Regions from separate parts of the Mus musculus genome. Here all the other regions are linked to region 4. A link is a contact called in public promoter capture Hi-C data. All regions are on one chromosome and are shown on one strand. The core of a region is the stretch at or near the end of the contact, and the rest is flanking DNA. Distances in the headings are between cores, read along the strand shown. Region 1 holds the start of 2310061I04Rik (RIKEN cDNA 2310061I04 gene). Region 2 holds the start of Tubb5 (tubulin, beta 5 class I). Region 3 holds the start of Pknox1 (Pbx/knotted 1 homeobox). Region 4 holds the start of Rps28 (ribosomal protein S28).

The links. Promoter capture Hi-C pulls out the DNA fragments that hold promoters and counts their contacts.
Region 1: a contact with region 4 is called in a promoter capture Hi-C map of liver, with 2.3 times the contacts expected there. The contact joins the promoter of 2310061I04Rik here to the promoter of Rps28 in region 4. A contact is called at or near these places in 2 of 39 promoter capture datasets (both in liver).
Region 2: a contact with region 4 is called in a promoter capture Hi-C map of liver, with 2.5 times the contacts expected there. The contact joins the promoter of Tubb5 here to the promoter of Rps28 in region 4. A contact is called at or near these places in 2 of 39 promoter capture datasets (liver and pre-B cells).
Region 3: a promoter capture Hi-C map of pre-B cells shows a contact between it and region 4, with 4 times the contacts expected there. The contact joins the promoter of Pknox1 here to the promoter of Rps28 in region 4. A contact is called at or near these places in 2 of 39 promoter capture datasets (hippocampal neurons and pre-B cells).

The regions. Positions count from the first base shown.
Region 1 is chr17:35,894,898-35,902,798 of GRCm38.p6, forward strand. 2310061I04Rik (RIKEN cDNA 2310061I04 gene) reads right to left here and starts at 2,481. Exons shown (of 6, transcript NM_001033630.1): 1 at 2,294-2,481; 2 at 774-1,175; 3 at 387-475; 4 at 22-222. The coding sequence starts at 2,365. It overlaps Atat1 (alpha tubulin acetyltransferase 1), which reads right to left. Exons shown (of 13, transcript NM_001142744.1): 9 at 7,086-7,157; 10 at 6,471-6,714; 11 at 3,491-3,570; 12 at 3,360-3,402; 13 at 2,698-3,018. The coding sequence ends at 2,844.
Region 2 is chr17:35,835,119-35,842,253 of GRCm38.p6, forward strand. Tubb5 (tubulin, beta 5 class I) reads right to left here and starts at 3,183. Exons shown (of 4, transcript NM_011655.5): 1 at 2,879-3,183; 2 at 1,510-1,618; 3 at 1,045-1,155; 4 at 1-921. The coding sequence starts at 2,935. It overlaps Mdc1 (mediator of DNA damage checkpoint 1), which reads left to right and starts at 6,380. Exons shown (of 16, transcript NM_001010833.2): 1 at 6,380-6,561.
Region 3 is chr17:31,563,483-31,570,823 of GRCm38.p6, forward strand. It overlaps Pknox1 (Pbx/knotted 1 homeobox), which reads left to right and starts at 1,291. Exons shown (of 11, transcript NM_016670.3): 1 at 1,291-1,406.
Region 4 is chr17:33,821,493-33,828,300 of GRCm38.p6, forward strand. It overlaps Rps28 (ribosomal protein S28), which reads right to left and starts at 3,070. Exons shown (of 4, transcript NM_001355384.1): 1 at 2,942-3,070; 2 at 2,807-2,854; 3 at 1,701-1,838; 4 at 1,544-1,624. The coding sequence starts at 2,980. The coding sequence ends at 1,716. Ndufa7 (NADH:ubiquinone oxidoreductase subunit A7) reads left to right here and starts at 3,080. Exons shown (of 4, transcript NM_023202.4): 1 at 3,080-3,188; 2 at 4,109-4,158. The coding sequence starts at 3,138. Kank3 (KN motif and ankyrin repeat domains 3) reads left to right here. Exons shown (of 11, transcript NM_030697.3): 8 at 277-422; 9 at 514-714; 10 at 794-883; 11 at 1,183-1,425. The coding sequence ends at 1,233.

The DNA of each region.
Region 1 (7,901 bases), core at 1,231-3,730, 2.1 Mb after region 4:
TTTCGGCCCCTTCCCTCTTACCGGTAAAGATCCTCTTTATCACGCCTGTAGAAACGCAGGAAGAGCATATGTATGGGCAGACCTATTAGACGCCAGCGGGCTTGCAGGGTCCAGTTCTCAGGGTGGCGGGTCAGCTGTAAAATCTCCAACCGAAACTGTGCAAAATAGTTCCAAACCAGGAAGCGGCAAAGGGTCAGGGACATAACATAAAATGTCCGGCCCCTGTGAGAATAAAGGGACAGGAATATCAGGACTGCAGAACCAAAACTGATTCTGCCAAGGTGTGGGGGAACAGTCTCAGGAAGCAGCTAGAACCTTCTCTGGGACAAGACCCAAGTATTTATTTAGCATGGGTCCTCTTCTCCCTCCCTCGTCCCAACTCTCACTTGGTACGAATGTTCAGGATCTCATTGATGAATTCCACATCCATTGAATATATAGTGTAGTCATGGGAGCGAAGGAAGAGGGTGGGAAGCTAGGTGGAAGAAGAAGGCATCAACTCAGCAGGAAAGGTTCAGTCCTTGAGCTTGGAATCCTCTTCCCTCAACCTCCAGAGTATAACCAGTTTGGCTCCTCAGTAATCTATCTTTAGGGTCTTCTAACTTCCACTCACCCTCCCCCACCCCCGCCCCAAGTGAAACGGCACTTTCAATTTAATGGTCCTTAATTCAAACAGGGACACCCTTTCCCCAAGAAGGCATTTCACAGCACAGTAACGAGGACAAGTTAACTGACTAGTCTCCATATTTCCCTGCTACAGATGGGCTGCTTACCTCTTGTCTTAGTCTCTCATGCATGACAGCCAGGTGTTCCTCCATACTCTCATCTCCTGATGGAGTGGTGGGGGAAGAGTGGGAAGGTCCAGGGGCTTGGAAAGGTATCACAGCCCCAGGATAGGGGCAAGGCGGTCCCTCAAAAAGGCTCCTAAGCCCATCCAGGCAACCACTGTGTAGTTCCGGTCCTGGTCCCTTCTCCCTCTTTCTCGGAGGAAGAACCATACTCAATGAGTTGAGAGCCTGGGCCTGAGAGAGAGGTGGTGGAGGAGCCTGGGGAAGATGGTGGGTAGGAGGATGTGAGGGTGGTAGTGACCGGTGAGGAGGAAAAGATGGAGAAGTCGGTGGAGTGGAGTGGGGCCAGAGCGGGGGGAATGGTAGAGGTCGAGGAGAGAGCTGGTCCTAGGGAAAAGAGAACAAAAAGAAAAAAATCAGACATCTAAGCATGGTGGTGTAGGGGCTACCATGGATTCCAGGCCAGCCAGGGCTACACAGACCTAGTTTTAAAAAACAAAACCAAACAAAGGAACAAGAAATCAGCTCATGCTCCTCCACCCCAGCTGGGCTGATCAGAAGCTTCAAGTCCTACCTGCAGAAGAGAGTTTACCAGAGGAAAGGGAGACATGAGGAAAGAGCGCAGGAGGACAACAGCACCAGGGCCACCGTCCCCAACTTTAGAAAGAACACCTATGATTCCATCATTATCCTGGTTTACTGCTCCATGGGAGAAATGATGCGATCTATATATAACATGTATCAGGATTCTGAAATAGAGCTGTGCAGGGCAAAGAACATCCAAGTGAAGGTGTGAATAGTTCTGAGTTGACTCTGTTGGAACCTCTGGGCACTCTGCCTGCACCTCAGTTTCCAGTAAATAGAGGAGAGGCCTATATAACAGGATGATGAATGTATAAACTTCGTCACCCATAAAGTAGTACATAAACGGAAGCTATTATCATTATATATTACATATATATTCTATATTATCATTTTCTGCACCATTAAATGACAATCGGGCCGATTGCTGAAGGGTGAACTCGGTCACTAACGCTGCTACTGCAAGGATGGCAGGTCACCCGAGGTCAAGCCTGATTCCAAGTCCCTTGGCGCCCAGGAACCCCAGGGGCAGGGGGTCCATGGGGCCTGGCCGAGCCCTCTGGGAGCCTTCCCCGTCGCCGGGGGCGTGGCCGTGCTCCCGCCGTCCCCCGGAGCCCGACCCGGTGCAGCGGCCAGCCTTTCGGGCAGGACCGTTCTGCAGGTGCACCACAGGCCCGCAGTTCCGGCCTCTCTGCCCTGCCCTTCAAGTCACCTCCAGGCACAGGTAAGAACGGCGGGGACCGGGGCCACCCGGGATAGCCGCTCCCCGGACCTCACCGGGAACGCCGGCCCTAGCGGGCCCCGCGCCCCTCACACGTGCAGCACACGGGTGGTCAGGGGCGGCGGGGGCCTCTGCGCCTGCGCGGCCCGGCGCCCCGCCCCTCGGCCGGCTCTGAGGAGGGTCTCCGCCCGCCCCTCCTCACCTGGGGTCGCGCCTGGTAGGCGCGGAGGCAGGGCCCGAGGCGCCGGGCGGCCCCCGGGCTCGGACGGTACATGGTGTTCCGGGAGTGAACGGGCGCCTCCCGCGTCCCGTCTCCGTCTCCTCGCCGGGCAGCGCGCCCCGGAGCCGGCTTCGTGAAGGGGAAAGGAGGGAGGGGGGGGCCGGGGCTAAGGGAGGAAAACGGAGAGACCGTGCGCCTGCGCACAGCGGGCCCGCAGCAGCCCAGGCGCCGCTACGCGGGAGTGCGCTTGCGCACAGCGGGCCGGGGCGCTCCCAGGGCGCCTGCGCAGCCTCTTGTCAGGCCTAGCAAAATGAGGGGAGGTAGGACTGAATATAGTTTCAGGAGAGAGACTGAGGGGCATGTGAATTTGAATAATGACAAGTCACTTTTTGTCGGTAGCTATAGTGATAACAAATAAATACTTTTATTGCTCTGGTTAAAAATAACGATACAAAGGATCTGAGGCTGACAGGCCTGTTGAATGAATGAGTGAATGAATGCATCCATACTGAGGACTAAGCTTTGGCCATGGTTACCAAGGCCTGGTGCTGCGGCGTTCCTGCAGGTTTCGAATGACCCTGGCGTTCATTATGTCCCCACCCACCGTCCAGGACTGGGGGGGTGGCGCCTGGGCCCTTGGAGCACCTGTCTGTGTAGGCTCCTCCCCAGACCCATCCAGTAACAAGACCCGATCCTCACTGGCCGACCTGGTGGGCAGGGAGATGAAGCGTGTGTTAGAGCTGCTAACGGGGAATTACGCTGAGACAATTCTTCAAGGTTGTGGGTGCAGGGTAATGTACAGACACCTGTTGGGTTTTAAGGCTGGGACAGTTACCACGGTGTCCAAACTTAAGTACTCAGAGCACGACAGAGGGGAAAAACACCAGAATTCAAGCCACAAGGAAGAAGGCTTATACGACGTTAGGTAGAAAGATGTGTGGGGGAAACTGGTATCCAGTTCACACAGACTTAGGAGGAAGCAGGAGGAGTAGTGTTAGGCAGTGTCAGAAGGTGCTGGCAGCTGTTAAGGGGGAGGTGTAGACCTCACCTATCCTCCGCTTCCTGTTCCCCCTGCTTCCGTTCTTGGTTGCCTGTGGAAATACCAGGCATCTAGGGAGACTGTAGTCGTATGTGTGTGTGACCTATTTGGTTGGAGAATAAGAAAAAGTGGCTACTTACCTGTACCCAGGAATGAGGTATTGAATCCCCCATGGCGGCTGTAGTGGCAGCTTTGGGCTACCAGCCCCCAGGGAGTCCCCCTGTAGAAGAAACGGGAGATGAAGGGGAAGAGGCTCAGGATGAAAAGGTGGCATGGAGGGGTCAGAGGAGAAAGGAGGGATAGCGTGGGAACAAAGACGATGGGCAGCTACCTCCCTAAAGGATTCTTGTCTAAGACTTCTAGCAAAGGTAGGGGAGGGCTTATTTTATACTTCAAGATTTCCTGTACCATCCTGCACTGTTGCTTTGCTCTAACTGGGATGGTGTGTGATGTGATCTAATTATGTCAAAAACACTTGGGCATGCAGGAAGGAGCTTGCTGAACCATGGTGCCTGAATGTGTGAACTCCCTTAAAATGATTCTTTTAAATATAAGAACTCGGGGCTGGCGAGATAGCTCAGCGAGCGGTTAAGAGCACCGACTGCTCTTCTGAAGGTCCTGAGTTCAAATCCCAGCAACCACATGGTGGCTCACAAACATCTGTAATGAGATCTGATGCCCTCTTCTGGTGTGTCTGAGGACAGCTACAGTGTACTTACATATAACAATAAATAAATCTTTAAAAATAAATAAATAAGCAAATAAATAAAAGAACTTTCAGGCCACAGTAGCAAGGAAGAAAGGGTAGTTTTTAGAGATGGTTGACCCTGTTGGACTATTATTATTATTATTATTATTATTATTATTGACAGGCTTTCACTCTGTAGCCTTGGCTGGACTGCAACTTGCTATGTAGGCTGGCTTCAAACTCTTACCAGGATCCGCCTACCTCTGCCTCCCAAGGGCTGGGATTAAAGGCTTGTGCCACCATGCCCAGTACCCTGTGAGAATTCTTTCTTTTTTTTTTGGATTTTCGAGACAGGGTTTCTCTGTATAGTCCTTGGTTGTCCTGGAATTCACTCTGTAGACCAGGCTGGCCTTGAATTTAGAAATCCGCCTGCCTCTGCCTCCCAAGTGCTGGGATTAAAGGTGTGCGCCACCACCACCATCGGGCTCCCTGTGAGGATTCTTGATCTTAGGCAGGACTTGTCTTCAGAGAGCACTGTGGGGTTTGTGGTGCAGACATGATGAGGTCAAAGAGTAGGAGAGGGATCCAGAAACAGTCCTGAGGCTAGTGAGCCCAAGCTCCTAGCAAATCCACATCTTACCAAGGCTGGCCAGGGAAGGAGGTATATGTTACTGGGGGTAGGGGACCTATGGCTTCCAAGTTAGTAGAGAGGTCTACAGTTACTGCAACTCTAGAATAGAACCAGCAGTAAGTATGGGGAAAGGCAGAGACTCAGAAGGAGGCTGGAGGCTTTGAGCTCTGCTACAGATCTCAGAGCTGAATCTAAGAGGGACAAAGAGCACTGAGACCCCAGGAAGAGCATGAAGCACAAACGAAGCTGAAACCTTAAGATGTTTTTCGCTGAAAATGTCAATTTAGAAAACACAGAAGAACCCACACTTTATTGAGACAACACTGAGAGGGAAAAGGAATCTGGAAGGAGGGAGGGAGGAGGGAGGTCCTGCTCCCAAGGACTTTAGGGGACACATTGAGGCACCTGATCTAATGGGGGAATAGGGGGCCAGGAGAAGGGTCCTTCTACACCCTGGGCATGGAAGCAGGGAAGGAAGCTCTTGCTATGAAGGAAAAAGAAGTCGGGGTAGCACAAGGGTGATCCCCATCTCATCTCAAGACAATCTCACAAGTGTATTTACTAAGGAGGACGGGGGGATTCCAGGATCTAATGGACCAGGCTTATCAGAGACACAGCTAAATGGTCCTAGACTGTTTCCTGGGTTCTACTGCCAAGAGACAGACAGCTTATCTGAAGAAAGTGGTGGAGTCTGTGTGTCTCCTGCAGAGACCCCCAGAGCAACATTAGTCTGACATATCTACATAACACTTGGAAAGTAAGAGTTTGGCAATATTGGGAGGACCCGGTTGGGAAGCCACACCCTGGTCCTACCAGCAAGAACTGCTCTGAAGCAGAGCTTGCTCAGGGGATGGAGTTATCAGACTAAAAGGGCAGGTTTGGCAGGAGGATGCAGGATTAGAGCTACTAGTGGGCACTGTGAAGGGAATTAATCCATTGGCAGGACACTCCTTAAAGGTTTCCCTGGCAGAGGAGGCCCTTGGACCTCTGGTGGTCTGGAGTCTGACCGTAAGCAGAGTGTGCTTCTCTAGGGAGTCAGTAGGAGCCATTTAGCCCAAGAGATCTGGGAACAGAACAGCCTGTCTGTGGGAGAGTATTCATAGCACAGGTTGGGAGTACAGGGGTGTCTTCTGTGGTAAGAAAAGCTACAAAGTGTTAGGCTAGTTAGAACCCTGGCAACCCAGTTGTTCAAGAAAGAGGAAGAAAAAATCTTGATGGAAGAGTGGGTTGCAAGTTGCAGGAGGGAGTGTATCTGCCCTCCCAAGTTTCCTGTCAGTATCGACTCTCATCAGATCGGGGAAGGGAGCTGTAGGGGGATGTTATGGACAGGAGAAGGGGAGAGGGAAGGCAGGGGAGAGAGAAAAACAGAGAAGTCAGAGGTGAAGAGGAAGCTAAGAGGAGAAATAAAGGAGACACCCACTCCTTGCCTGCCTGGAAGGGCTCCTGGCATACATGCCGTGGCCCTGGAACCTACTGGCTCCCAATCTGTGAGACACATGCCTATCCCCAGCAATGTTAACCAACATTCCTAGAGTCTTGAAAGATTCAAAGCCCCCACCAATGGATCTCTAAATCTTCCTACTCTTCCAATGACCCTCGAAATATAACTCTGGTCCATGGCTCCATATAAAGCCCCCACCCCCACCCCACCCCCAGCTCCTTCAATCTTTCCAGACCAGTGCTGCAGAAATTTGTTTTGGTAAAGATTTCATTATTTCACGTTGGTTGGAGATTCACCTTATTCTTTACCACTGCTAACTTCATCACATCCAGAGGCTCCCAAACTTGCAGGCTTTATTACCTGGTGCGTCTGCGCTGGGCTGGGCTGCCTCCAGGGTCAGTGGCCAGCAGAAGGCGTGCAGTAGGGTGTGGGGGACAGAGACGCAGGGAGCGAAGCAGCTCCTGCTCTGGAACAAAGGGCCGAAGGGGACCCCGATCCGGTGAGTTGCCCAGGCTGCTAGAACGTGGAGGTGGGTGGGCTGGAGGTGTGGCACGCCGAGGGGCCCTGTTCAGGGGCCAAGGAGGCTCCACAGCTACCTTCAGGACTGGGAAGAGGAGGAACAAAGAGAGTAAGAGAGAGAAGAAAGGGAAAAGAGACACAGTAATAAAGATTAGGCAGGTCGGACGGTGGTGGCGCACGCCTTTAATCCCAGCACTCGGGAGGCAGAGGCAGGCGGATTTCTGAGTTCGAGGCCAGCCTGGTCTACAGAGTGAGTTCCAGGACAGCCAGGACTACACAAACCCTGTCTCGAAAAACAAAACAAACAAAAATAAATAAAGATTAGGCAGAAAGCAACTGTAGCCTTTCATTACTGTCCCTTGGTTACTACCTTCCCTTAACCACTTTCCCTGGGTCCTTATGCCCAGCTACCCTCCCCTGACCACCCTGCCCCCCAGCCACCCTCAAGTTCCTTACATTCTCTGTCACTGGAAGAGTATGGCTTAATGTCTCCCTCTGCTCTTTTTGGTGGCAGCTTCCGTGCTGGAGCTGGTGGTAGTGGGGACACAAGGAAGTTTTAGGAGTTGCTCTATCCATCCCTCCTCCCTGCCACTTTCCCATAGTCCCAAGCTTTTGCTCCCTGACACCACAGCTCCTCCTGGGAATGCCAGTACAGAAGCCGTGCTGTGGCAAAGCCAGCACACCAAGGGGAATTTGGGGGGAGTGTTGGAGCACTTTTGGGGAGAGCCAGAAGGAGTAGGCCAAACACAGAGTTTCAGGAGAAAGATCCAGGGGAGACCGGGGCCTGGGAGATGCAGGAAAGGATGGCCAAGGGGAGGCGAGCTCTTACTGTCCATGGGTGTTGTCAGGCCCCCCTGGGGTTCTGGGGCAGTGGAATAGTCCCAGCTGGGCCAGTGAGGACCCTGGGTCCCTCTAGATGAGATGGACAAAGCCCTTGGTTAATTGGGAATTGTTTGGGGGAGGGGAGAGGAGTTGCAGAACCTCTCCTTCCTGTACAAAAAGATATGGAAATTCTGAGTTTTAATTAGGTTTTAAAATACTAATAGAAATGATGAAGTTCAAAGTGGTGGCACACACCTTTAGTCTCTGCATTGGAAAGGTATGGGCAGGCCTGATCAACATAGCAAGTTCGAGGACAGAGTTACATAGTGAGACCCTGTCTCAAAAGAACAAGGAGCCAGGCATAGTGACATAGGCCTTTAATCCCAGCACTTGAGAAGAAGAGGCAGGCTGACCTCAGGAAGTTCAAGGGCACCCTGTTGTATCAAGTTC
Region 2 (7,135 bases), core at 1,933-4,432, 2.0 Mb after region 4:
CCGTATACCAGTGGAGGAAAGCCTTCCGGCGGAACATAGCCGTAAACTGCTCAGAGATGCGCTTGAAGAGCTCCTGGATGGCTGTGCTGTTTCCAATGAAGGTGACTGCCATCTTGAGGCCACGCGGTGGGATGTCACAGACAGCTGTCTTGACATTGTTGGGGATCCATTCCACGAAGTAGCTGCTATTCTTGTTCTGCACGTTGAGCATCTGCTCATCCACCTCCTTCATGGACATCCGTCCACGGAAGACGGCGGCAACTGTGAGGTACCGGCCGTGGCGCGGGTCGCAGGCGGCCATCATGTTCTTGGCATCGAAGACCTGCTGGGTAAGTTCAGGCACAGTGAGGGCCCGGTACTGCTGGCTTCCACGGCTGGTGAGAGGGGCAAAGCCAGGCATGAAGAAGTGGAGACGTGGGAATGGCACCATGTTGACAGCCAGCTTTCGAAGGTCAGCATTAAGCTGGCCCGGGAAACGGAGGCAGGTGGTGACGCCGCTCATGGTGGCCGAGACGAGATGGTTCAGGTCTCCGTAGGTTGGCGTGGTGAGCTTGAGGGTACGGAAGCAGATGTCGTAGAGGGCCTCGTTGTCGATGCAGTAGGTCTCATCCGTGTTCTCAACCAACTGATGGACAGACAGGGTGGCATTGTAGGGCTCGACCACGGTATCAGACACTTTGGGCGAGGGCACCACACTGAAGGTATTCATGATACGGTCAGGATATTCTTCCCGGATCTTGCTGATGAGCAGGGTGCCCATGCCAGAGCCAGTGCCTCCACCCAGTGAGTGGGTCAGCTGAAAGCCTTGCAGGCAATCACAGCTCTCCGCCTCCTTCCGCACCACATCCAAGACAGAGTCAACCAACTCAGCTCCCTCTGTGTAGTGGCCTTTAGCCCAGTTGTTGCCTGCCCCAGACTGACCTGGAATGCAGTAAGGGAAAAGGTTTAATCACTAAGATATGAGAGAAACACAAATACTTCTTAATCTTTCAACGACTGGAATAATTCAGTTGAGCAAATAGAAATCGATTCCACCTAACTCACCGAAAACGAAGTTGTCTGGTCTGAAGATCTGGCCAAAAGGACCTGAGCGAACGGAGTCCATAGTCCCAGGTTCTAGATCCACCAAGATAGCTCGAGGGACATACTTGCCACCTGCAGGAATTCAAGTCAATGTTTGACGGATCAGCAATGCATTACCTCTGGGTGGGAGATCAGCCACAAAGCACTAAAGTTGTCATTCCAGGCACTACCACCTGGTGGCAGTAGAGCTAATCTTTAGTCCCTTAGGGTGTGAGTCTAGGGAAAAAAAAATGGGAACCATGCAGAGGGGTAATAGATACTTAGAAGTGTGGAAAAACAGGGCGTGGTGATGCTCTCCTTAAACCCAGCACTTGAGAGGTAGACGATCTATGGGAGTTCCAGGGCAGCCAGTGATGCATTCATCTGGGCTCACTGTCCAATACAGGGGACAGGGAATAAATGTTAAGTGGGGATTTCTGCCCTCACCTGTGGCTTCATTATAGTACACAGAGATTCGGTCCAGCTGCAGGTCGCTGTCACCGTGGTAGGTACCGGTGGGGTCGATGCCATGTTCATCGCTTATCACCTCCCAGAACTGCACAGGGAAGAGCAACGAGGCCTCAATGTCTCAAGTCCTAAGGCATGCCTCCCGCCCCTCATTTCAATTCCAGACACGCTGAAACGAGGCTGAGGTGAAGACACTGCAATTCCGTTATCTGCTTGCGGAAGTCCCATGGAGGAACCTACGCGATGGAAGGCTAAAACCTTTCGGCATAGGACCGGTGATGGGTGGGTCAGGCGCTATAAACCTCTATGTGGGCGGATTGGAGCCCACCTATTTGGCTTTGCACCCAGGTTGGCTCCTGAAGCCAGGAACCGCCCTTCCAGGCCAGCACAAAAGAGTTGGGGGAGAAAGGTGCGGCCACTGCAGTCGCCCACCCCTTACGTGCTCCACGTGACTGCGGTGGCGGGCCGCTCCTCCAGCAAACCACAAAGGCGGGAGCAGCGCGGGCGGGGCCTAGCTCGAGGGGCGGGGCCAGTGCGCCCCCGCGGGTAGGGGCCGCATTGTCCCTGCGCGCCAGGGGCTCCAACCCCGCCCCCAAAGGGTCCCACCCTTCGGCTACAATTTAGCGGCCGCACTTCCTCCCTCCCCTCCCCCGCTACATTGTTAATTGCTAGCAAAAAAGGGGGAAAAATCTTTAAAAAGCCCCATTGCCTATCTTTATTCCCTTCCTTCCCTCTCCTTAGTCTCCCAGACAGTCTCACATATTTGAAAAGCTCACTTTCATACCGCTCACACCCTAAAGGGCAATGAAAAGTAAAAGTAGGCCCCTATACAGAGTCATTACCTAAAAAAAGCATTGGGATGGCGGGTTCGATGGAGTGTCCAAGCCTTTGTTGAGAGGTAATGCGCACCGGGCACCTCTGCAGCTGCCCGCCAAACCTCGCCCCTTCCCCCCTCCATTCTGTTCCAGTAGAGCCCTCCAGGCTGGGTGGGGGTGGCGCAAGGGGAAAACCTCGCCTCGGCTTTGTCTCGGATCGTTTCCGCATCCCTCCAGTCCTCGAACCGTTAGAAAACCCCTTTTAAGACCAGCTCTTCACAGTCCCTCAGCCTCTCCTTTTCCCTAAACTCGAAAGGCTCTTTTATTAGCTTTCCGAAAATGTGCCAAGAAAAACATTTCCTCATTTTTCAATATCAGAACGCTAGCTACAAATATGGGTTATATTTATACGTGAAAAACTTTGAGGGGCCAAATCTGACGGGTGGAGAATGCAAGAACTCCGTGAACAATGCTCACAATTAACACAGAATTCTCATCTTTACATATTTCAGCTAAAATTTTAAAGTCCTTACCTTAGCACCGATCTGGTTGCCACACTGTCCGGCCTGGATGTGCACGATTTCCCTCATGGCTACGGTTTACTGAAATAATTGTTTTTGATGGTTCCAATGTAGGTACCGAACAAGAAAGAAAATTAAGGTTTTTGGGGTTTTTTTCTTCTGGGCCGGTCTCAGACTGAAAGGATGGACCGGAGCCCGGGAGGCTGCAGCAGCGAGATGCAAGCACGACCGCAGGAAGGTTCTAAGAGGCAGAAGAGGCCGGCGAGCGCAGGAGGGAAGGCGCGCAGGGCGGGGCTCGCGTTCGCGCGGCCGGGGGCGGGAGATAGGCGGGCGCCCCGGGTCTTAGACAAAGCCTACCCAACCAGTCGCTGATTAGACCAACCGATCACGTGCCAGGCGGCCATTGGTTTCTGAGCCAGTGGCGAGCGCAGTCTTTTTTGGGAGTTGTAGTTCTCTATTGTTGTCCACGCTGCAAAAAGAAGTTAGGAATGGGTGGGTACTGTATGAGGAATTGGGGTTATCTTGTGTGTGTGTGATTTTATTTTTTCATGAAAAATGTCCTCACACGAGATTCCTATTTTCTATTCTGAGAGAGGATTTTGTACTAAAAGAGGTTTGGAGAAATGTAGTAATTAGGAGATCTGAGGTGCCAGAGTTGGAAGGTGTGTTGGACACGCCCTGCCAGCTGCCCACCGCAGTAGGTCTAGAAAAGCCAGACTGCATAGCTCAGCGGAAAATCCTGAGAACTATGTTGTCCTTCCCTGATACACAGTATCTAGTTCTTTGTGATCCCAAGACAGGAATTTCAGTAAGGCACAGCTCCCTCGCATCCCTCCAGAAGAAAGAATTACCCTTCTGTTTCCAAGGGAGTTGTCTCAAGGATTTTCAAAAGAGAAACAAAATTGCAAAGATCGTGGTGAAAACTGCATGGAGCTGATGTCCCAAAAGAATGAAGGTGTACTGGCTGGTTTTATGTGTCAACTTGACACAGACTGGAGTTATCACCGAGAAAGGAGCTTCAGTTGGGGAAATGCCTCCATGAGATCCAACTGTAAGGCATTTTCTCAATTAGTGATCAAGGGGGAAGGGCCCATTGTGGGTGGGGCCATCTCTGGGCTGGTAGTCTTGGTTCTATAAGAGAGCAAGCTGAGCAAACCAGTAAAGAACATCCCTCCATGGCCTCTGCATCAGCTCCTGCTTTCTGACCTGCTTGAGTTCCAGTCCTGACTTCATTCAGTGATGAATAGCAATGTGGAAGTGTGAGCTGAATAAACCCTTTCCTCCCCAACTTGCTTCTTGGTTGTGCAGGAATGGAAATCCTGCCTAAGACAGAAGGTGTATGTAAAATCTGCGTGGGATTTGGGCCTTTCAGACGACGCTGAAGACATTCTGGTCATCCTGTCAGGACAGGCTGTAGGGTGGACAGACTAAGAGAATGTCAGTCTTTAGACAGTGCCTCCCTCTCTCAGACACTTGCTTGAAGCAAGGGGATTTGTTTGTTTTTCCAGTTAAATGATTTTATTCATTAGGTGAGTCTGTGGCAATGTGCTGGAACTGAGCAGGAAGAAGGGAGTTGATTGAATGGGCTCAAGTTAGAGGCCTTAATGTTCTCTTTCCAGGGTTTCGAAAATTACTAAGTATCCTCAAAGCTTTAAAGGGATACAAAATGATTAATTAGAGCAAGAGTGGTTCACATGATTAGTCCCCGAATTCTGACTAGAAGGCAAGGGAAGTTCAAGGTCAACACCGGCTACCTAGAGGCTACCTAGACAGCTTGAGGTACAAGCTTTAGCTTCAGTCTCTAAATGAACAAATAGAAAGGAAAAATTAGATTGTGCCTGCCCAAACTCCCAAGAAATACGGATATTGAGACAGAAGGATCATTGCACTTTGGAGGCTAACCTAGTCTACAAAATGAGAGCCTGTCTTGGAAACACAACATACGTGGGGCTAGAGAGATGGCTCAGCAATTAAGAGAATTTGCCCTTCTCAGAACAGGTTCAATTTCTGTCACCCATAGTAGTAGTACACAGACATACATGCAAGCAAACTACCAATACACATAAAAACCTCTTTTAAAAAGAGAAACAACAACAACAAAGGGAAGGGTCTAGTAAGCAGTATCTAGAATGTAAGCAGTATCTAGAATGTAGTAAGCAGTATCTAGAATATAATCGTGTTGTACCAGTGAAAGGAAGGAGGATCCCTGTGAGTTCAAGGCTGACCTGCTAAGTTAGTTAGTTCGAGGTTAGCGGAGGCACATAGTGAGACCCTTCTTTGGCTTAAAGAAAATGAATCAAAGACATGCAATCAACATACAGCTCAAGTCATCTTTTAAATAAAAGAACATTTAACCGGGTAGTGGTGGTGTACACCTTTAATCCCAGCACTTGGGAGGCAGAGGCAGGCAGATTTCTGAGTTCGAGGCCAGCCTGGTCTACATAGTGAGTTCCAGGACAGCCAGGGCTACACAGAGAAACCCTGTCTCGAAAAACAAAAAACCAAAACAACAACAACAACAACAAAGAACATTTAAGTTACATCAATACTCCTTTATTCATTAAAAATATTTCAATTTTGGTTATGCCAACAATGAAAGCGATTATTGATTATTTCGTGCTACTTGAATTTGTCTCATTTACTTTAGGAACACGGATAAGTCATCCAACTTAAAGCTTCAAACGTCTGGCGATTTATTATGGACATATTGAAAAAACCAACGGGAAAGAACTATACAAGCCACTTTCCTGGAATACCTTCATGTTTTATTATAATGAAATAAATTATTTTATTATACTTTTCTCCTCTTTTGAAAGACGACGACAGACTTTGAGGTTTTAGCAAAACAGCTTGCTGTATTTAGGATCTTCCATTTAGGAAGATGACCTCAAAATGTCCGTCATTGGCCAGGCGTGGTGGCACACGCCTTTAATTCCAGCACTCGGGAGGCAGTGGCAGGCGGATTTCTGAGTTCGAGGCCAGCCTGGTCTACAAAGTGAGTTCCAGGACAGCCAGGGCTATACAGAGAAACCCTGTCTCGAAAAACCAAAAAAAAAAAAAAAAAAAAAAAGTCCGTCATTTTATACATTAATACGTACATACATAGATGTGGAAGAAAAGCAAGTAAACAGTCCAAATCAAACGGAAATAAAATCCCTCTGCAATAGGGAGTTCTAAAGTGCCACGCCTACAGGGTGTTTTCCAATCTGCAGCCTCCAGCCACGACTGCTGCCTGCAACCCCCCATTTCTCGTGAGTCAGCTGGCGCCATTTCTGGGATGACCGAGAAGGGCGCTCTGGCCTTGGAATGACTTCTATGATAGAGCCCTTCTAGCCGCCGCCGGTAACTGGCGCCAGACTCTCTGGTAGGCGTTTGGAAATCTGCGCGGGAAGTAGTCCGTGGATGACGTAGCGACGGAGGGTTGGCCTAGGGCACTACCCAATCACGGTGCGGGATTCTCAGGCCACACCCTCCTGATTAGCGTTTTCTTCAGCCTGTTTCCCGCCGGTAGCCGCACATTTGAGCTGTGAGGAGGTGAGGCAGGGGCGGGGCTTCCGACTTGAATCAATCGGCGCGCTTCCAGCAGTAAAAGACAGTTCCAGGAGCCAATCAGCCCACCGACTCTCTTCCGGGATTCGCACTCCCGCCACCTGGTAGCGGCCGTTACTGGTGGCGCGCGCGCGCGGATTCAGTCGGTGAGTTCGGCAGCCCGCGCCCGGGTTACCATCTTTGATTCCTCCTGAGGGCGGGAGGGGCGTGCCCTAGGTGTCACTGGGCTGAGGTAATTTGGGTTGCGGTTTTAGGTTTTTTTATGCTAATCCTTGCTTGGCGCCCTGGCCCGGGTGTAGGTTTGGTGACACGGAAACCTTAGGCCACGAGGGAACGAACTCCAGCGTAGGTACCAAAGATGGTTGCCCTTCACTTGGAGCAAAGGGTCGTAGGCGTCTGCTGGGTTGGCAGGACGGAGTTTACTTCTTGGGGTACACTACTTTTCCTTTCAGCGTTTTCCCCGTGTGTGACATCTTTATAGGTAAAATCCACCCATGCAGTTTTGAATTTCTGTCTCTAGTTTGTCTGTTAGTAACGCCGGCTATGTAGTTACCATGAGAGCAGGATTCATTTTGAGGATGCATGCCCAAATACTGACCGGTACCAGGTGTGCATAATTCCTGCAGAGTAAATAGGACGGACCCGAGTAGGGGAGGTGGGGATGTAGATACAGTTCCACCCGTACTGATCTGGAAAGAGATGTCAAAGACAGAAAGGGGG
Region 3 (7,341 bases), core at 41-2,540, 2.3 Mb before region 4:
CCTGGTAAGGTTTAATGTGTGTTGGGGATCCCACCTAGGGTTTTGTGTATGCTAGGTAAGCACTCTTATCAGCTGAGCCATATCTTCAGCTCCCAAACCCAGTTTTTCAAATTTTAATATTGTTGTTGCTATTGTATGTGGACAAATGTGTGTGCATACCACACATGTGTTGGTAGTTGGTTTTCTCCTTCCACGTGGGTTCTGTGGTGAACCGAACTGTAGCTACAAAGAGAGTGATGCCTTGGGGTGTCTGTGGAGCCTTGAGGACACAGGAGGGTGTCCTACCAAACACATGCTGCGGCTTCCTCAGGCCCCTTCCAGCCAACAGTCCTGGGGTACAAGGCTCCTCCTGAGGAGTGTGGGGTCATCAGAACCGCTTTAATCTGTGTACGGATGAGAAGCACCGATCACACACTCAGGCGGCCACTGCATAAAACTGTTGCCTAGACAAGCCAGGCAAATTGAGGGCCTCTTTCGCTCTGTCTTTTACTTCGATCAGTGAAGCCACGGGGCCCGGGGTACGCTGCTGCAGATGATCTGGTTAGGCAGAGCTTCAACTAGAGACAACACTGTCCAGTCCTCCTAAGGAAAGGTCTCTTTCTTTCTTTTTCTTTCTTTTTTTTTTTTTTTTTTTTTTTTTTTTTTTTGGCCTGGAGTCCTAACGGACCAGATGTCAGACCGCAGTCACTTCACGGTCAGTCAGGAGACTGCATCCATGGTTAGATCCCAGGGCAAACATCTCAAGCGCTCAGTCCTTCGGTCTTTAAAGATGAACGCCTACCTCCTCGCGCCTACCCCAGCTCCAGAACCTTGATTGCGAGGCGCCGCTCAGAACGAAGGGCTAGAGCCGGGAGGCCCAGAATCGCGAAGGTCCTCTGATGGTACAGCCCGTACTCCCCGCCTGAGCTGCAGATGGTTCCACCCAGTTCCACAAACCTTTATCCGAAGGGAGGGAGCAGACGAGTGCGCAGAGGAGGCGTGGTCTATAGCTCTCTGGGCCACGCCCCACGGCGTGGTCATGAAACATAAGCTCTGCCTCTGGGGCGGGGCAGGCTGCTACTGGCGCCCGGGCTGGGCCGCTGGGTGGGGCCTGGCTGAGTGCGCGCAGCGGGGCGGGACCGGCCTCTGCCCCGCCCCGCTTGGGCCCTCCCCCGCCCCCTGCCTCGCCCCCGCCCCACCCGCCCCGCCCCCCGCCCGCCGTCGCGCTGGGCGGGGGCGGGGCCCGGGGTCGGCAGGCCCCGCCCCCGCGGTGAATATTGATGCGGCGCGCATCGGCGTCGCCCTCCTCCCATTGAGCGAGGCTGTGTCGCGTGGCCCGGCGTCGGCGTGACGGTTGGACGCGGGCGCGGCACTGCGGGTCCCGATTGCTGCAGCCGCTTGTCAGTGTGATGAAGATTGGCACCCAGGTAAGCTGTCACTCAACCGCTCCGCCGCCGCCGCCGCCGCCGCTCTCGCTGCCGCCGTCCCTATCAATCACACCGGCCGAGGCCGCCGCTGCCGCCGCCTCCGCCGCTGCCTCTTCCGCCGCGGGCCAGGCGGGCGGTCGGGCGGGCGGTGCCCCGGGCCGCACTTGACCCGCGCCCGGGGCGGGGGCGGGGGCGGGGGGAGGGGTGCGCCGATGGGGGGAGGGGGCGCTGAGGCCGCGGCGCGGGGGCGCGCCCGGCTTGTTTTCCTGTGTGGGTTCAGGGGCGCGGAAATTTCTCGAAGGCGGCAGGGCCTCCGCGCTGGGCCCGCTCGAAGCGCGCGCCTAACCGTCGCTCACGGAGTGCAGCTCGCGGCTGCGGGGGCGCGCGGGCCGGCGGGGGCGCGCGGCGGCGGGCTGAGGGCCGAGGGCCGAGGCCCGGGGGCGGCGCGGCAGGAAGATGGCGGCGGGGTCGGCAGCCCAGAGGGGCGGCCGGAGCCGGTGTGGGGCTTCCCGGGGGAGTCCGCGGATGGTGACAGCGTGTCGCGCGTGTCCACGGCCCGTCGGGGAGAGCTTCTCGAGGAGCGCTTGGTCCGCTGTGCCTGCTCCGTGTGTATCTGAGAAGGGAAGCGGTGCGGCTAGGAGCACCGAGCCCGGCGACGTCGCGGCTCCAGGCTCCGGAGGCCGTAGCCTGCGCGGTCGGTCCCACCGCGCCAGCCGGGAGCGCGCGGGCCACGGGGGCCAAGATTGAGCACACATCAGGGATTCTGGATAGTTGAGACGTGGGTGTCGGCTCGACAGGGAAGCCTCTTCCAGAAGTGACTTGTTTTTGTTTTATTTTATTTTTTTTAAAGATGTGGGTGATTTCCACTAAAGGATGGAAGAACACGCCTCTAAGCAGGCCTCCTGTCATAGCACTAGAAAAATGAGCTTTCCCTAAACACTCCAGGGAAGGATTTGACTGAGGCGGGAACGCGTTGCTAGCACGCTTTTTGTTGCTCATTCGGTGTCCAGGTGAGGCAGGCAAGAGTCCCTAAACCCTCCCAGCCTGTGCGGGCCATCCCGTTGGCAATAGCGCGCTGAGTCTTAGATCCACCATTGTGTGAGGTACCGTTGAAGCTTAAGGTTCTTCCTGGAGAACTTTGGCCACCAGGGCACCAGGAGTTGATGCTCCTTAAGAGAGACCCCTGTGCTTTAGGATAGAACAAGGATGGCTGGGAAGATAGCTCGGTTCCCCCCCCCCCCCCCGCCCCCAACCAGCTCTGTGATTCAGGGGGCGGCAGTTTACATTTGGTAACGTTTCTGTGGCCTTGTATCCTAACTTTAGGAGGTCCTGATTGTGAATTGTGGAAACAAAGTCACTGTAGGAGTAGTAACATTCAGTTACAAGCTTCACTTTGGCCCTGCACAGTTAAAACCAGAACTGTTGAGAGGAAAAGAGATTTGCCAAAGTTCGAAGTGTGGATCCAGGAGCTGAAACTTTCCCAGGGTCAAAAAGAGTACCAGTCATGTTGGAATAGCTCTCAAAAATATCTGATCTAGCGAGGTGGTGGTGGCACGCTCCTAATTCCAGCACTCAGGAGGCAGAGGCAGGTGGACCTCTTTAGTCTGGGCTATAGAGTTCAATCAAGATAGTCATGGCTACATAGAGAACCCTGTCTTAAAAAAAGTATTGGGCCAAAGTGTCTCATCGGAGCCCCGGATTAGCTCCCTGTGCAGCCGGGCTGAGCAGAGCTTTCCAAGTCCTTTGGGAGTGTGGTGAGGTTTCTGTGACAACTTAAATGCTTTGTGGACATGCCTCACACTGGTTTTGCTCATCTGATCTGATTGCCTTCCTCGCTGAAGATGCTTCCTTTTTGTTTTTGTCAGTTTCTGTCCTTTTTAGAAACCCATGTACATTCAGCTGTCTTTGGTAGGAATATGGATGAATGGATGTTCAGGGCCCTCTTCATGACCTGGCAAATTTTTTGTTGGCAGAGGTGACAAGGAATTCAAGAAGTACAACAGTCAGGAGAGCTTGATGTCCTGATGTGGTGTGGTCTAACAGTGGTTGAGGGTAAGAGAAGTTAGCCACAGCCTTTGGTGGGTTAGGCTGTCTTACAGTTAGCTGTGCTGAAACACAGGGAGTTCTTGTCTAGAGTGAAAGTTTCCATCTTGTCTAGAGTGAAAGTATGTTGTATGTGGTAGGATTGGTAGGATGAACAAAGTGGACTGGACAGTCATTTGGTGCAAAGCAGACAAAGGCCTGGCCACAAAGGCTGCTTCGTGTTACATTACTGAGGGTATGCCAGGTACCTCAACTGCTACAGCCCCTGCTGTTGAGCTATTGTTTAGGAAGTTCCCCCCAGAAGGCAGGCAGTGTGGCCTGTGGTTGGGAATTGTGTCTCTGATGTTCTGTGGTTCTTGGAACAGCATCATGGGAAGCGGATGGCGTAGCTTCTTACTCCAAGGATTTTCAGGGAGGTGGCGGGGGGGGGGAACATTTACAGAATCTTGAAAACCATGAGGTAGGGGATGCAGTTCACTGACGGAACTCTTGCTTTACAAAGCCCTGTCATTCCAAATATCCCTGCTCCAGATGATTTTATCATCTTGGGCCTTTCTCTGGAGTGATAGAGCGTGGCCATCCTGATGGGTAAAGTCACAAGGCCCTTCTTCCCGTCTGAGGGTAAACTGGTTAGCATGGGTTGTCAGTGCTCTGTGTATATAACATAATTTCTGTTCAGGGCAATCCTGTCACCTGAAGGCCCACCTTCTGATAGAGGTAAGCCTTCTCTGGTGACTCTGTGTGTGTGCTCACTGGGATAAGACGACAGGTGTCCAGTGGGCTCCCTTTGTAGTCACCATGTTGTCTCTACCTCATGTTCTCTCAGTCCTCACTTTTGCCGCCTTCCCTTTTGTTAGCCATGGACATGAGACTTCTGTGCTCGTTCTTCCTACACATCACCATCCGCACGGACAGCTGGGAGCTGTCTTTTTAAACATCAAACGCCCCTTCATTTTCTTGCCAGCAACCACAGTTTACTTCCTGTATGTCTGAAGGGGTCAATTTTAGGTATCCCATATAAGTGGAATAATTACTTTTGTGTGATTGACTCATTTCATTTAGCTAAGTTGCATTCATATTTTACCTTGGGTCTGCATTTCCATATTTTTAAGCCTAATAAAGTTCCATCCTGTGTATGCCCTCCATTTTGTTCATCTACCATTGCTGGAATTTTGGTTCTGCCTGCCTTTTGGCTATCATGGGTAATGTGGTCATGAACATGAATGAGTGTGCGAGTATTTGGGCTCTGCTTTCCGGGCGTTTGACACAGTCTCAGGAGTAGATGTCCACACCATGTTGGTTAAAGAACCATTGTCCTGTTTTTCCACAATAGCACTGCTCTACTCAGGGTTTCCAGATTCTCCACATCCTGGGATTTGAGTGTTTGGTTGTTTTGTGGCAAGAGACCAGAGCTTTGTAAACAGACAAGCACTCTATCCCTGAGCTCCACTTACAGCATCAGTTTTCTGTGTGGTTGGTTTTTAAATTGTCCTTGTATGTGAGATAACAATTTACTGTATAAATTGCATTTTCTAGTGCTTAGTGATGGTGAACATCTTTTCATGGATTTGACATTTGTGTGTTTTCTTTGGAGAAATATCTTTTAAATTCTTTGCCCACTTCTGAATCTAGTTTATGTGCATATACTTTATGTATAAGTTGTTAAAAGTACTTCTGTATCTGGCAATATCATATAATTTTATGCATGTTAACATAAATGTTTCTTACTTTAAAATTTTAAAGTTGGGCCAGAGAGATGGCTCAGCAGGTAAAGAAAGTTGTTTGTCACCAAGCCTGACAACCTGAGTTCAGCCCCAGACCCCACATGGTGTAAGAAGAGAAGTGACTCCTTGCAGCTTCCCTTAACCCCACACTAGCTGTGGTGTTGTACACACATACAATAAAGAGATTAATTTAAAAAAATGTTAAGTGTCACAGTTTTTTTTTTTAATATCTTATGGTTATGCCTGATATATCGGGGCCTTTGAGCACTAACTTTTGACTTTGTGTTTTCCATCTGAAAACTGGCTTTCTTCTCATCCACTCAACATGTACTCCTGGGTTGACAGGGAATCTGGTATGGAAAGGCAGCACCTGCTGGAAGAAGGGCCTGCTGGGGCCTCTTCCTGCACTGCACTGTGGATGTCCCTTGCGGCATTGGCAGTGCCCAAGGGAGAACGTTTGTCCTAGGGAAAGTGTGCTTAGCGTGGGAGAGTTGAGGTCCCCATTCTCTTCTTTCTTCCTTTGCTTTCCTTGTGCTAGGGATTGAACCTGGGACTTTGTACATGTTAAACACATGACCACTGTCGTCTGTGTCTCCCAGGACAGTCACTGTTCTAGTAACAAGGACATTAGGCAAGTTTTTTTGTGGCAGTTTGAGTTGATGCCGGTGATAGTCACATAGTCTTAAAGCTTTGATAATGAATTTAATAGCTACGATGGACCATCTAACTCAGCCTCAAACCAAATTTTAAGCCCCATAAAATGTCTTTTGTTAGGGCCGAGATAACAGGTAAGTGCTTACTGCACAAGTGTGGGACCCCAAGCTCAGATCCCCAGGAACCCACATAGAGCCCGATGTGGGAGCACATCTGTAAATCCCAGCACTCCCGGAGAGATGGAAGGCAAAGAGACTGAGAATCCCTGGGCCAGCTGGCCTGGCAAATGCAGCAACAGACAAAGTGACCTGATCTGCATATGCGTGCTCTCACACGTCAGCACTCACCCCCTTAGACTAACACAGTGTCTCTGTTATTAGAGTTTTGCTACGTCTTTAGTTGGATTCTGTACATTTTTATTTTTATTTGCTGTGTAGCCCAGGCTTGCCTCAAACCATTCTTCCTCTTGAGCCTCCCATGCAACTGAGCTGTCTGAGTAGGGGGTTGTAAGTGTGCCACTGTGCCTGGCACAGGTTTTATTTTAATAAGGTTTAATATCTGATTCTATTTGGATATTAAGTTTTAAATGGCACATTCTCAAGCTTTGTTTGAAAACTAAAGTGATTTCTTGGCAGATATTTTCCTTCAGATGAGTTACTTATTGACTGGCCATTACTGTGCCTGGGGATGAGGACCAAGGCTGTTTGTGATTTATGAGCCCCTGTCACTTAAGACTACTACTTTTTTTATTTCATTTTTTAAAGATTTATTTATTTTAAATATGTGAATTCACTGTCGCATTCTTTAGACACACCAGAAGAAAGCATCCAGTCCCATTACAGATGGTTGTGAGCTTAGCTACCATGTGGTTGCTAGGAATTGAACTCAGGACCTATGGTAGAGCAGTCAGTGCTCTTAACTGCTGAGCCATCTCTCCAGCCCCTCTTGAGATTTCATACACAGCAAACTCCCTTGACTTTGTGCTGGGTGACTAAGTCCCTAAAACCGCTCCTGGAGAAGGTGTCCCTTTGAAGACAGATCTTTGCCAGCTTTCTTAGAATGTCCTGGTATTTCAGGTGTGTTATAAAGCACATATAGAGCCGGGCCGGGCGTGGTGGCGCACGCCTTTAATCCCAGCACTCGGGAGGCAGAGATGGGAGGATTTCTGAGTTTGAGGCCAGCCTGGTCTACAAAGTGAGCTCCAGGACAGCCAGGGCTATACAGAGAAACCCTGTCTCGGAAAAAAAAAAAGCACATATAATTTGGACAAGGACCATCGGTTCATAAGGAGGATTAGTAATGGAAGAAGAATGTCGAGACAGTCCAGCATTCTCCAGTGCTATCTTTAGCTGCCTTCTGCTGTCATGTCTCTCTCTTAGTGCTGATTGTGCTTTCTGCAGACACTAGAACTGAGCTTGCCTAGAATATCCAGCTTCTCCAGCTTGGAGTGTAGGCTGACTTTGATGGCAGGTAGCACTGGGGAGCTGGAAAGGACCACAGGATGCTAATGCCTA
Region 4 (6,808 bases), core at 1,820-4,319:
TTAGTTCTTACACATAGCCACACCATGTATGCACAAGAATGCAATTGGCTGAGGGACAAGGGATGTAGTCCTGTCAACTGGGAGAGTTCTTACCCAGCAGTCTCAGTGCTGGGGAGCTGGAAGCAGTACAAGTTCATTGGTTGTCATTGTCTGTGGTCAGCTTGGGATAAAAGATGCCTACCCACCATCTGTGATTTGGAGACCCAACACTGCCCCCCCCCAACAAATCAGTGCATTTGAGGCTTACATGAAGTGACTAACCTTTCTTCTTCCCAGGGGTCTGTGATGTGAATCACCAGAATAGAGCTGGCTACTCTGCCCTCATGTTGGCTGCACTCACTTCTGTAGGACAAGAGGAGGAAGACATGGCTGTGGCCCAGAGACTTTTCAGTATGGGTGATGTCAATGCCAAGGCTAGCCAGGTGCAATGGACACTCCAGTCCTGATGGGTGGGTAAGGTGGTGTCCCTTTCTACTTTTAAAATACTCGAGACCTCCTTTTCTCTTTTCCCAGACTGGACAGACAGCCCTCATGCTGGCCATCAGCCATGGCCACCAGGACATGGTAGCTGCCTTGCTAGAATGCGGGGCTGATGTCAATGTACAGGATGCTGATGGGGCCACAGCACTGATGTGTGCCAGCGAGTATGGACGCCTTGATACAGTTCAATTGTTGTTGGCCCAGCCAGGTTGTGACCTAACCATCTTAGACAATGTGAGCCACTAGCAAGGGCCTGGAGTAGTGGTGGTGGTTGCCTCTGTAGCCCAGGGACCAATGTCCTATTACTTCTCAGGAGGGCACAAGTGCCCTGGCCATTGCACTGGAGGCTGAACAGGATGAGGTGGCTGCACTGCTCCATGCCCACCTGACATCAAACCACCAGGTAAGTGTGGTCCCCAAGAAACAAAGATGTTAAGCACCTTCAGAAGACCAAAGATGGAGAAACTGCCAAACAGGTCAGTTATTTCATGCAAGACTCAAATGGGGATGAGCAAGTGCTGGGTCTCCTGCATCACTGATCCCAGTTATTTACCAACCAAGCTAGGGTAGGTATCTAACATGGATTCAACCTAGGAAGCTTGGAAGATTGTTTCTTATTTCTTCCATCCTTCTACTGCACTGCCCCCCAGTGGGTGTCTGAAACTAGCCTTTTGCCTATAGGACCCCTTTTCTTTGTTCTAGGGACAGTCTTCCACAGGGTCTCCCACTGCAAAGGAATGCAATGACAAATGAGGAACCTCTACCTCTGTGAGCTGCTAACTACATCTAGACTCTCTCTGCTGTCTGAATCACAGCAGGGCACCTTGAGAAGATGCTCCCTCTAGCTTGTTAGGATGCTGAGGGGAAAGAGTGAGGCAAAGCCTGGGTAATGCCATATCCCTCAACTCACTTCATGAAACATCCTAATAAAAGTATTTCTACTAAGTTCGTATTGTGTGGATGGAAGCAGTAGGAACAAACACCTATGGGGAGGGGGGCTTTCAAAGCAGAGTGCATGGTCACTGGAGTTTTTATAAAGCCAAGACGCTGCTGGAAAAACCAATTTCTAGACAAGAATTAATATAAATGCTTTATTTAACAGTTGCAGATCATTCCGTGGGCTAAGTAGTGGATATCCAGAACCCTGTAAACAGACCCAAGCATTAGATAGAGTGCCTTTCTTACCTCCTAACAAGTCCCTCCCAAGGGTTGCCACTTACCCACCAGCTGCAAGATTAACGCAACCTTCGAGCTTCTCTTTCTGACTCCAATAGGGTGAGCACGTCACCCTCTCGAACGGGGCCTTTGACATTTCGGATGATAGAGCGGCTGGTGTCATCCATGAATTCCACTCGCACCTACAAGCCCAATACAAGAGTTAAATGCTGCTACTTACTAGTGGGGTGGAAAGGTAATATGGACCAGAGCCTGGGACAGGGGCTGGTCAGGTCAGATGGTTCAGCAGTTACAAGCATTTGTTACTCTTAAGGTCTCATTTGCCAGACCAAAGGCATTGAATCACTCACATGATAGGGTCTCTGTAGCCTGATCTGACCTTGAAATCCTGTGATCCTTCTGGAATTACAACACCCTCCCCACTTACAATTTTATCTGGGTGCCTCCAACTTACTTCAGGCTGGCCCTGATCTACGGGTCCCCCTACCTTAGTTTCTTAATTAGCTGTGATGGGAGACCTGGGTATAAGCCAGGGGAACGAACGGTCAGGGCATCTTTAGCCTAGGCTTGTCTGTCTCCTGGAGTAGGTGAGATGCCCTACCGTTCTTGTTCTATGTGGTGGACCGAGGCAAGCACACTATCAACAGTGGCCCAGGTTTTTTCGGTACTGGATCATTTTGTAGCCTAAGCTTGACTGGAACTCCAAGTGAACTTCCTTAGACATCTTTAATTACTAGCTTTGAGTTCAGTACTCAAGTTTTTTCGGGTTCTTTGTATGGTAAGCAAGTCTACTACTGACACACAGGTCCCGCCAACTCCACCTCTTTAAAAACCAAATCTTTTAGCTGGGCAGTGGTAGCCCGCGCCTTTAATCTCAGCACTTGGGAAGCAGAGGCAGGCGGATTTCTCAGTTCGAGGACAGCCAGGGTTACACAGAGAAACCCTGTCTAGAACACCCCCCCCCCCCCAACAAAAAACCACCAAAGCTTTCAAAGGCAGTCTTACTACGGTATCCGCGTTTCTTACAAAGTCATATCCTCCCTGAACCTAGCTACTAGAATTAAACGTCACCAAATCCAGTTATAATCCTGGTACTCGGGAGGACTCCGCTCCGACCCCAGGAAGTGGTCCGAATGTTCCCATCACTCACCTGCGTGCACTGTCCCTGCGAACCGGTCCTGCCCAGCACTTTGGTTACCTACAGGAAATAAGGGAAAGTTAGGCTCGACATGTTCAGCTTTCTTCTCTCTTTATTCAGGTTTCTAAACACCCGCAGTCGCCTCACCCTAGCCAGCTTGATGGGCTGCACGCGACTCGTGTCCATGATGGCGGCGATCTGGCGGAGAGGAGTCACGTGAGCAGGGGATGCCTTTTATAGTCGGCTCTGACCACGCCTCACTTTCGCTCTCGCGAGACCGCACGCGGTACCCAGGAATCCTCGGGACAGAGTCGTCACCAGCGTCCTTCGGAGCGGAAGGAATATGGCGTCCGCTACTCGCGTTATCCAAAAGCTGCGGAACTGGGCGTCTGGGGTGCGTGTGCTGTTCCGATCCGGGCCGGGAAGGATTTGGGTTCTGTACGCCCTTGAATCCTATCCCCCTTAACATCTCCTTAGTTCAGTGGATAATCCAGGATCCCTGAATTTGTGACTCCAGTAGTCAGACTCAAGGTCCTAAATGTTTTTGGCCGGGTTACTGGGATTTCCTTGGCCTTAGATTGCCTGGCTTTAGCTCCCCCCCGCCCCGCCCCTCTTCCTATCCCTTTCTCTCTTCGCCTCATTTGTCTCCCACGTGAGACCAGGTGTTTCCTCATCCCCCGTATCAGCTTGGAATCTTTGTTTGTTTGTTTGTTTTTGTTTTTGTTTTTCTTTTTCGAGACAGGGTTTCTCTGTGTAGCCCTGGCTGTCCTGGAACTCACTTTGTAGACCAGGCTGGCCTTGAACTCATAAATCCGCCTGCCTCTGCCTCCCGACTAGGATTAAAGGCATGCGCCACCACGCCCGGCTATCAGCTTGGAATCTTGTGCCCCTGTTTTTGGAAGGCTGAGGACCAGTTTTTAGATTTTGGAAGAAAACAAAGAGGTCAGGGAAGCTGTAGATCTCTGCAGCTCCTGGGAGGTTGGAGATGGATAAGAGGAGAGATAATTTAGGGTCCAAGAAAGGAGGTATATCTAGCACTGGAGCTTAGTAAGCAACTGTTTGGGTGAGAATTCCCATAATGTTAGGGTAAGCACGTTTAGTATATTGACCCATATACAGAGGAGATTTTCTTTAAAAGGAAGGCTTTTTAGGTTAGATCTTGGAAAGGCTGGAAACTTAGCCTTAAAGTTTTGTAAGCCATGCCCTTGCCTTTCTTCATATGCATGACTTGTAAACTTACCCTAACTGGCTACTTCTGTTCGCTAACCCTATCCTGGGGTTCCCTAGTTTCTGACTTCTTCTCTCCTCCCACAGCAAGACCTGCAGGCGAAGCTACAGCTGCGCTACCAGGAGATCGCCAAGCGGTGAGCAGGCCGTGCTTGCTGCCTTCATCCTGACATTCTTCCACCAAACCCAAGGCTGGCCATAGTGGTACAGTCTTTAATCCCAGCACTCGGGAAACAGGCAGGCTGAGTTCTGAGTTCAAGGCCTGCCTGATCTACATGATGGGTTCCAGGTTAACCCCTGTCTAATAAACAAACGTGAAAAAACAACCCTAAATTTGCTGTTCTCTTGAACTTTCCTTGGAGAATTGAGCAGAGATCTTTCTTGTCAGGCTGTGAAAGCAAAAATTTAACTTTTAACTTCATTGGGTTGTCTTGGAATAGTTAGGAGATAGGTTGTATTATTTGTTGGTCTCTTGGGTAGCTTTGCAGTCTTCATTGTGACCACCCACATGAAATGCTATGTTCTCAAGCTACTGAAGGGGGAGGATGAGGCCCATGTAGGCCAAGTCATTGCTTAAAGTCAGTTTTGATCACATTTATATACTGATGAGTCTTTGCCTTGTCCTCAGGCTTTTGGATGCCAATACAAACGAGTGTTCTTGCTTTGTGGGGTTGGTGGCTTTAGCACTCAGAGACTCCACCTCACTTTGCTGAGTTCAGAATGAGCCCCTGTGTGAAAACCCAGCAGACGCCAAGGGAGGGAAATATCTGAAACAGTGCCCAGTCTGGTCTCAAAATTGTCGTGTAGCTGCAGTATGGCCTTACACTCATGATCCTGCTTCTGTCTTCAAAGCGCTGGGATTTCAGCAGTAGATACCACTATACGTATATAGCAGTATACGTATATAGCAGTATACTAGGTTTACGTAGTGCAAGGGATGCCTTTATCAAGTGAACTACACCAGCCCTCAACTTAAATTCTATCTTCATCTTTTTTTCTTAAAAGATTTTTAGATTTATTTATACTCATATGTGTGTTGTGCCTGCATGAGTTTATGTATATGGGCCTGATGCCTGTGAGTTCAGGAGACTGCGTGAGAACCCCTGGAACTAGAGTTTCGGGTGATTGTGAGCCACTATGTGGGAATCAAATTCTGGTTCTCTCCAAGAGTAACAAGTAAGTGCTCCACCCAGAGAGCCATCTCAACAGCCTCATAATTGTCTTTATTTCTTTTGTGGATGTTGTCAGGGAGGGATAAATACAGCATGCATTAAAAAAACATTTATAAAAACAACATTTATCTATCTATCTATCTATCTATCTATCTATCTATCTATCTATCTATCTATTTATCTATTTAAGGCAGGTCTTACTTTGATCAGTTTCACATGCTGAATTGGCTGGGCATGTGTTCCTGTTCAGAGGCAAGCTCTTACACTGTAGTCCTGAATGGCATGGACCCCAAGTTGGCTTGAAGGCTGTAAGGGAAAGGAGTTGCACGGATTTACTGGAAATACAGGCAGGAGCCAGCTTCTTCGGGGTAAAGGCGCCCTCTAGTGGTTCACTTGGGTTTTGGCATTGGACAAATGTTCTTTTTACTTTGCTGTGAACAGATGAACATATATGTGAACATAGCATATATGTTCTTCAGGCAAATTCTAAATTTCACAGATGTGTTTGTCATTTTAGAACTTTATAGCTTTTTCCTTTTTAATATTACTGGAGTTATTGTTTATGTTTGTGTGTGTTTGTGTATAGGTCAGAGGAAAACTTGTGGTAATAGTTCTTTTCTTCCCACTATTTGGGTCCCAGAGATTAAAGTCAGGTCATCAGGCTTGGTGGCAAGCACCTTTACGTGCTGAGCCCTCTGCCTGGCTATCACTTTTTTTTAAGTTTTATTTTGTTTTGTGTGTGGATGTTTTATGTGCATGTATGGCTGTACAGGCATTATATGCATACAATATCTCTGAGGCCAGAAGTTGTTGGATCTCCTGGAACTGGAGTTATGGATGGTTGTAAGCCACCATGTGGGTGCTGGGAACTGAACTGGGGTTCTGCAAGAAATGCTGCCTATTGTGCCACCTCTCCAGTCTCCAGCCTTTTCCTCAAAAGACAGGGTATCACTGGGCAGCTCAGGCTGTCCTGGAACTCGGCTCTGCACCTCTCCTGCTTCAGTGTCTTGAGTACTGGGACTGTAGTGGTGTACCCAGTCAGTATCCAGCCATATGTCTCACTTTACCTTTTTTTAATTTTAAAAGGGTTTTTGTTTTGTTTTGTTTTTTTGACAGAGTTTCTCTGTGTAGCCCTTGGTATCCTGAAACTTGCTTTGTAGACAAGGATAGTCTTGCATTCAGAGATCTGTCTTCCTCTGCTTCCTGAGTACTGGGACTAAAAGGCATGTACTCCAGCTAATTTTAGGAAATTTTTAGGTTTTTTGAGATGGGGCTTCTTTGTGTAGCTCTGGCTGCTGTGGAATTCTATTTGTAGACCAGGCTGGCCTAGAACTCAGAGATCCTCCTGTCGCCTGTCTGTACCCCCTTGAGTGCTGGGATTAAAGGTGTGCTCTACCACTGCCTGGCAGTCTTAGGACATTTTAAGCTAGGCATAGTGGTACAGGCCTTTAAATCCTAGGACTGGAATGCAGAGGCACGTGAACTCTGAATTTGAGGCCAGCAGCCTGGTCTATATAGAATTCTAGGACAGCCAGAGATCTTATCTCAAGAAAACAAAAAACCCAACCTCCCCCCATTATTAAATAAACTATATAAGTCATATAAATTGTTTCTA